Linked DNA regions of Triticum aestivum: region 1 is linked to region 2. The links are chromatin contacts, called in public Hi-C maps. All regions are on one chromosome and are shown on one strand. The core of a region is the stretch at or near the end of the contact, and the rest is flanking DNA. Distances in the headings are between cores, read along the strand shown.

Evidence for each region. Hi-C and Micro-C count contacts between places; a contact is called where the count stands out from the background.
Region 1: a contact with region 2 is called in a Hi-C map of leaf, with 6 times the contacts expected there. The contact joins the promoter of LOC123045389 here to the promoter of LOC123045387 in region 2. A contact is called at or near these places in 2 of 5 Hi-C or Micro-C datasets (both in leaf).

Annotation. Positions count from the first base shown.
Region 1 is chr2B:451,295,948-451,299,454 of IWGSC CS RefSeq v2.1, forward strand. It overlaps LOC123045389 (neutral/alkaline invertase 3, chloroplastic), which reads left to right and starts at 1,301. Exons shown (of 6, transcript XM_044468422.1): 1 at 1,301-1,938; 2 at 2,208-2,376; 3 at 2,473-2,684; 4 at 3,119-3,507. The coding sequence starts at 1,426. LOC123045390 (histone deacetylase 9) reads left to right here. Exons shown (of 14, transcript XM_044468428.1): 12 at 110-208; 13 at 397-463; 14 at 711-1,069. The coding sequence ends at 796.
Region 2 is chr2B:451,028,662-451,031,947 of IWGSC CS RefSeq v2.1, forward strand. LOC123045387 (1,4-alpha-glucan-branching enzyme 2, chloroplastic/amyloplastic) reads right to left here and starts at 1,917. Exons shown (of 22, transcript XM_044468418.1): 1 at 1,605-1,917; 2 at 1,201-1,301; 3 at 682-923; 4 at 182-280; 5 at 1-11. The coding sequence starts at 1,746.

The sequences.
Region 1 (3,507 bases), core at 51-2,550, 270 kb after region 2:
GCGTCATGTTTTTATATGTTGGGTACGCTTAACTAGAATATCAACTTCTTTCTTTAGAGATGTGTAGATGTGCAAATGATATTTGTCTTCCTATTGATGAATGGACCAGGACAACTTGAATAGTAAGACGTATCTCAGTTCAATCAAAGTGCAAGTAATGGAGAGTTTGCGGGCCATACAACATGCACCTGGCGTTCAGATGCAAGAGGTTAGTTTGTATTCCCATTTGCTTGTTGGTTGTTGAAACATCCCAATTAAAACTGGGGATGGATACTATGTGAAGACTAGAATACGCCTTTGCATCTTTTGTTGTCTTTATTTTTCTTGCTTCCACCAGGATAGTGTAGTTTGTTGTTTCTGAGCAGAGACCGGATACATAATGAGTTTATTTTGCAGGTTCCACCCGATTTCTATGTCCCGGATTTTGATGAAGACGAGCTGGATCCTGATGAACGTGTTGATCGTAAGTGAAATACCTCTGGCATGTCTGACAGTGCTCATTTGGACGAGTAAAAACTTGATGATTTCTCCGTGCAAACTCGCCATTGTCCTCTCGAAGCATATGCACGCCACATAATGAGAAATTTCCCCTGAAATGAAATAAATGTTATCTATTTATTCTTAAATTGGCTGTATCCTTCTTCATTCAGCCACTTTTGAACCGTGCCATCATACTATTTCTTTACAGAAGTGTGTATTATTTCATGCAGAGCATACCCAAGACAAGCAGGTTCATCGTGACGACGAGTACTATGAAGGCGACAATGACAATGATCATGATGACGGCGGACATTGAAATCGGCATCTTGGTGATGTATGTAGGTGGAAGCTGAAAGTCTTTCCTGCAGCAGCAGCAGCTGTTCAGTTTAACATCGTGGGATGGGAAATAGTTGGCTGGTTGACATTTTAGGAGGATCTAACGCCTAGGGCTGGGAAGCATTGTGGGAGAATGTAACACTTCCTGACTTGTACAACATCGTACGATTTCGCTGTACTTAAACACTCCCTCCAATCCGAATTAATTGACGCAGTCTCATACAATGGCAAAAGGAGTACCATCTTTTCAGTACGTACTTTTTTATTTAGCCTTTGGATTATTCTTTATATGGGTGGCCTTTTAAATTTGGAAAAGCAACTGATTGATAACGTTCATAGAGGCAAAACTAGATGAGACTAGCATCGAGGCAGGGAGAGGCGTGGCGTGCATAGGGAGAGAAGCACCGAGTGGTGGCCACGCACGGGTCCCCGTCGCCCACCCCTCCGTGACGGACGGCCTCACCGACAAGCAGCCAAAACGGCGCTTCGCTTCGCCCACTGGAACGCCTTTGTTTGCATCCCCCTCGTGCCCCGCGCACAGCCAATCAATCCCGTCAGTTTCGCTTTTGCGGCTCAACACAGGTTCGATTCGACGGCTCCTCCCATCGCATGGGGATCGCACAGGCTGCCGCCCCGCTGCGCCTGCATCTCGGATGCTCCGGCGCGGCGCCCCCGCGGCTCACCTCCCTCAGGGTCGGGGTCGGATCCCATGCGAGGAAGGGCGGGAGGCGGCGGAACCCTCCCCGCGCCGCCAGCTCGCTGCATCCCAGCAGCAACCCGAGAGCGCACGACCATGACCCCGCCCTCAAGCCTCCCGCTCCCGCTCCCGCCGGCGATATCGCCGGGAGGGACTTGAACGGCGCCGCCGATCACGCGCCGCAGCAGAGGCGGCGCGCGGCGAGCGACCTGGAGGAGGAGGCGTGGGCGCTCCTCCGGGAGTCAGTGGTGAGCTACTGCGGCAGCCCCGTGGGCACCATCGCCGCCTGTGACCCCAACGACTCCAGCCCGCTCAACTACGACCAGGTCTTCATCCGGGACTTCGTGCCCTCGGGCATCGCCTTCCTGCTCAAGGGGGAGTACGACATCGTCCGCAACTTCATCCTGCACACGCTCCAGCTCCAGGTCACCCACCCTTCATACTAGTAGGAGTATTTCGGTCGGTTGGTGTCTGTCAATACAGATGCTCCTCTTACTTGTGTTGTTAATAATGGGTATATGCAATTGAATCATTGATGTATCTTGATGCTCCTCAGTTCCAATAAGATTAAGCACAACCTATATGAAATTACTAGTTGAAGGCAATAAATCAGGACACCATTCTGCTCAATGTACTGCCTATCATGTATGAAACTTGTAATAATTTGTAAAAACTGATTGTTGACCATCTATAGAGCTGGGAGAAAACCATGGACTGCCACAGTCCAGGGCAAGGCTTGATGCCAGCTAGTTTCAAGGTGCGTGTTGTTCCGCTTGAAGGTGATGAAGAAGGCGCAACTGAGGAAGTCCTCGATCCTGATTTTGGGGAGGCTGCTATAGGCCGTGTGGCACCGGTTGATTCGGGTAAAGTTTTTTAATAAACCTTTTAATTCAGGTAATGTTGACTCTGTTAATACGCGCATATAGCATAAAAAAGAGGGCCTTAATGATGGTTTTCAGGTCTATGGTGGATCATATTATTGAGGGCATATGGAAAATGTTCAGGAGACCTTTCATTTCACGAGAGAATCGATGTCCAGACTGGAATAAAATTGATCTTGAAGCTCTGCTTAGCTGATGGGTTTGACATGTTCCCCACGTTGCTAGTCACTGATGGCTCCTGCATGATGGATCGTCGAATGGGTATCCATGGACACCCACTGGAGATTCAGGTAGCACAAATGTCCGAAAGTAACAGCGCAGTGAAACATCACACACACACACACACACACACACACACACACAATAAACAGCAAAAAGCACATAACCATAGCAACACAAACATATATGACGATGGCACAGGCACTAAATAGTAAATACAGTTATGGAGTCTGGTATATTTTTACACAAGGAATGAGAGAGTTCTTACATGTCTTGAATTCTTTTTGGGTATCACTCATTTCACTGCACGGAGCACAGTTCTGGCCTGAAACACAAATATTGGCCAATCGAAGCACCTGTCTTTAAAAACATGGTTATTCAGGTCAATCTAAGATTATGGTTAATAGTGCCACGTGATCCTCCCCTGCTAGTCTGTAGATGAGTGAGGATTACTTTCTGCTATTTATGCATGATTTCTCATATATCATTTTCATTTCTTGTGCAGTCACTGTTCTATTCAGCCCTCTTGTGTGCACGTGAGATGCTTACCCCAGAAGATGGATCTGCTGACTTGATCCGTGCCCTAAATAACAGGCTTATGGCGCTCTCTTTTCATATTAGGGAATATTACTGGCTTGACAAGAGAAAGCTAAATGAGATATATCGATACAAAACAGAAGAATATTCTTATGATGCTGTCAACAAGTTTAACATATATCCTGATCAGATCCCTCCGTGGCTAGTTGAATGGATCCCTCCGGAAGGGGGTTACTTGATTGGAAACCTTCAACCAGCTCACATGGATTTCCGATTCTTTTCTCTGGGGAACTTGTGGTCTATCGTAAGCAGTTTGGCAACAACCCGCCAATCCCATGCTATTCTGGATCTAGTTGA
Region 2 (3,286 bases), core at 667-3,166:
TACCTTCAGCACTGGAAAAAGAGGGGGGGAAACAGGAATTATAAATTTTCTTATAAGATAAGCAATTAGATGATACCTTCAGCACTGGAAAAAAGAGAGGGGAAAACAGGAATTATAAATTTTCTTACAAGATATGCAATTAGACTAGTGGAGGCGTTTCATAGTAAAGCTTTAAATTTACCTGCGGGTAAATCCAAGCTTTTCATAACCACGAGAAAATGCTTCCAATCCACCTTCATGTTGGTCAATAGCAGCACGAATTCTCTTGTATTCGCTGTATCTGTTGAATCCACCAAGGCATACCCAAAATCATTCAAATTTAGCAGTGTGTTTTCCCCAAAACAAAAAGGCAACAAAGATAAGAAACTAAGTTGCCCAACTGGTAGATTTTTTCCCCAGGAATTTGGTAGAGGAATTAGCAAAGTAAAATCCATAACCCATCCACCACATTTTCATCAGTTTGCCACTCTGTAATTGTAATGATCGGAGACAGTTATTTGTATTGCAATTATGAGCCAATTGTAGCCAGCAATTATACATATACTTCCCAGCATATTCTCAGACCATGAGGGGAACTGTATGAAACAGTGGTCCCTAGTCTTTGCCTCTTTGATGTTCCCCAAATTTGCATGATGAAAGGACCTTAATTCAAAATGAGCGAAATTAGCGGGTAGGCATTACCGGTAGTCAAGATGGCTCCGAAAATCTTTCAGCGTTGGGTCAATCTCGTATATTTTCTGCCCATCTCCTGGTTTTGGGACAACTCGCGGTTTCTCCCCCACGACTAGTTCCTTAACTCCTTTGGTTACACCATCAGTGATTGTTTCCACAATGCCCTGAGTCGGTTCTGAATATTGAAGTTTCTCTGCAGTCCCCCCTGTCATGTTCACTTCAGCCGTTTGCTCCTCGATATCTTCAGGTATCTACAGCACACGAAAAATAGCAATTGTAGAGCAGACTAACGAAACCACAAACAGTGCATTATTTTGTGAAGTTCTTGCTAGAATGCACATCCATCTGAGTTTTCAGTGGCCCAAGAGCCAGCGCGGGGCCACAGCTAACAAACTGCACAAGGCAGTGAAGTAGTGCACAATGCTGATAGAAGAAGCTTGAAACCTGATGCCTCCGCGGCTTGGTTCATCCGATATTTGGTAAGTGAATAACGGGTGCATGAAGATTTTCCGGCACGACGGTGTGTACCTGTAATTCTTCGGGTTGCGCTGGAGTGGCCGCCAAGTCGTCGCTCTCACCGTCAGGCACCAGGACCTTCCCTGGAGAGGCCGCGCGGCTCAGGACGGCGCCTGCAAATGCAAGGATGAGTACAATAGTGAGACAATGCTACAACTTATTCGCCAAAAAAATGCTACAACTTGCAGTTACAGCAAGAACAGAAGAAAGAGTGAGAAAATATCAGCATGAAAGGAGGAGATGATCAAAGCCGTGGTAACACCAGGGCCTGAGGCGATCGCCTAATCCAGCTATCTCTCTCGTTCATGGAGATCAACTGGGGAACAGCATCGAACAGGCCATGCGCGCGCAGAGAGGCGAGGGAGAGAGAAGGGGGCCCAAAAACAGACGGGGAGATTGGAGGGAGCGAGGCGTACGAGAGGAGTCCTTCTTCCTGAGGAGCAGCGACGGCAAGTCCACCCCGCCCCTCCGCTCCGAGCCGGATCGCAGCAGTCCGCCGCCGGCGCTGGCGGGCCGCGCCACACCGAGGGTCGCGCCGGACACCGCGAACGTCGCCATCCCCGCGCAGCGAGTGAGTCGGTCAGTGGCCCAGATCTCACTCAACCCGCCGGCCGAAATGCAGCGCGGAACCCGAGTGATGGAGATATTAATTGAGAAGCGATGAGAAGGGGGAGCAACGTGTGCGGCGGGGGTGGAAGCTGGCGGGTACTGTGCAGTGCATGGGGATGGGGGGGAGAGGAGATAGACGCCAAGCCGGAAAGGGGACCCACGGGGAGAGTGTGTGTGCTGCGTCGTCTTCCTCCCTCGTGCGCGCGCACAGAGGTGGCAGCGACGGATGGACGGTGGAGGCGACGTTGCGTAGGGGACGGGAGGGAGGACGGGATCGCAAACCAACGGCTGGGAGCGCGTTTAGCTGGCCATGCCGTTACCGCCTTCTAGTACCCTCGTTTATATTTTTATTTTGTTTACAAAAAATATTTATTGTCTCCCAGACAAAAGCAGTTGGTGACGATGGAGTGTCCGTTGTCCGTCGTCTCCGACCGATCATCCGATCCGCACGCATGCGGGCCAGCTATGGCATTTTCGTAAAAAAAAAAGACCACACCACTCTGCTCCAAAAAAAATGTAGGGTACATTATGTATTGTACATATATGTAAATGAAATCGTAATACGCATACTTTCAGTGTCATCCTCTTCTCGACTCGACAACTGGGATGTTGATTTTCATTTCTTCGTTTCCACCTCGCGGACTCATCGGTGCATGGTTTGAGAATTACTACTCCCTCTGTTTCTAAATGTAAGTTTTTATATAGATTCCACTAGGTGGACTACATACAGAGTAAAATGAATAAATCCACACTTAAAATGCATCTATATACATTCGTATATAGTTCATAGTGGAATCTCTATAAAGATTTATATTTAGGAACGGAGGGAGTACATGTCATGGTGATTTGAGAATTAATCTTCCTTGTTTGAAAATGCATGTGTTTGCCAACTCATGCTTCCATTAAAAAAAGTGTGAGCTATGAATTTCCAGAGGTGAAAAGGCGCATGGTTGCTCCCTCCACATGATTAATCAGGCCTGATAGCATCGTGGTGTTCATGTGCGTCTCTCTTCTTTGCTTCGACACCCTCGTCCCCGTGTGTCACGCACTCACGTCCGCTATCAGGCTCAAGCCTGTGGTGCTGGGCTCCTGCCTCAGCGTCTGTCCAGTTCGAATGCGCCTGTTTGGGTGGTTGGCTCGAATGCGCCTGTTTGGGTGGTTGGCTCGTTTGATGCCGTGTGGGCATTCCAGCTTAGAGCATCTTCAACAGGGCCGTCCAGGGGGCTGTGCGAGCTGTGCGCTCGCCCAGGACTTCCAAATTCCAGGGGCCCCTAATTTTGGGTCGGTTCTGCATACTTATTTTTGTTTTGGGCTTATTTTTTCTGTTTTGTGTCGTACAGACTTGTTCAATGGAGCTCAGAGATTACGCCTCATGGGCCTCATCGATACATCTAGAGAATGAGTAATTCTCAAAAAAAAAAAACTGGACACTGAATCGTTTCTGTTTTTCGGTTGTGATCGATTGCTCGCTGGGCCCATCAGTCCGTTA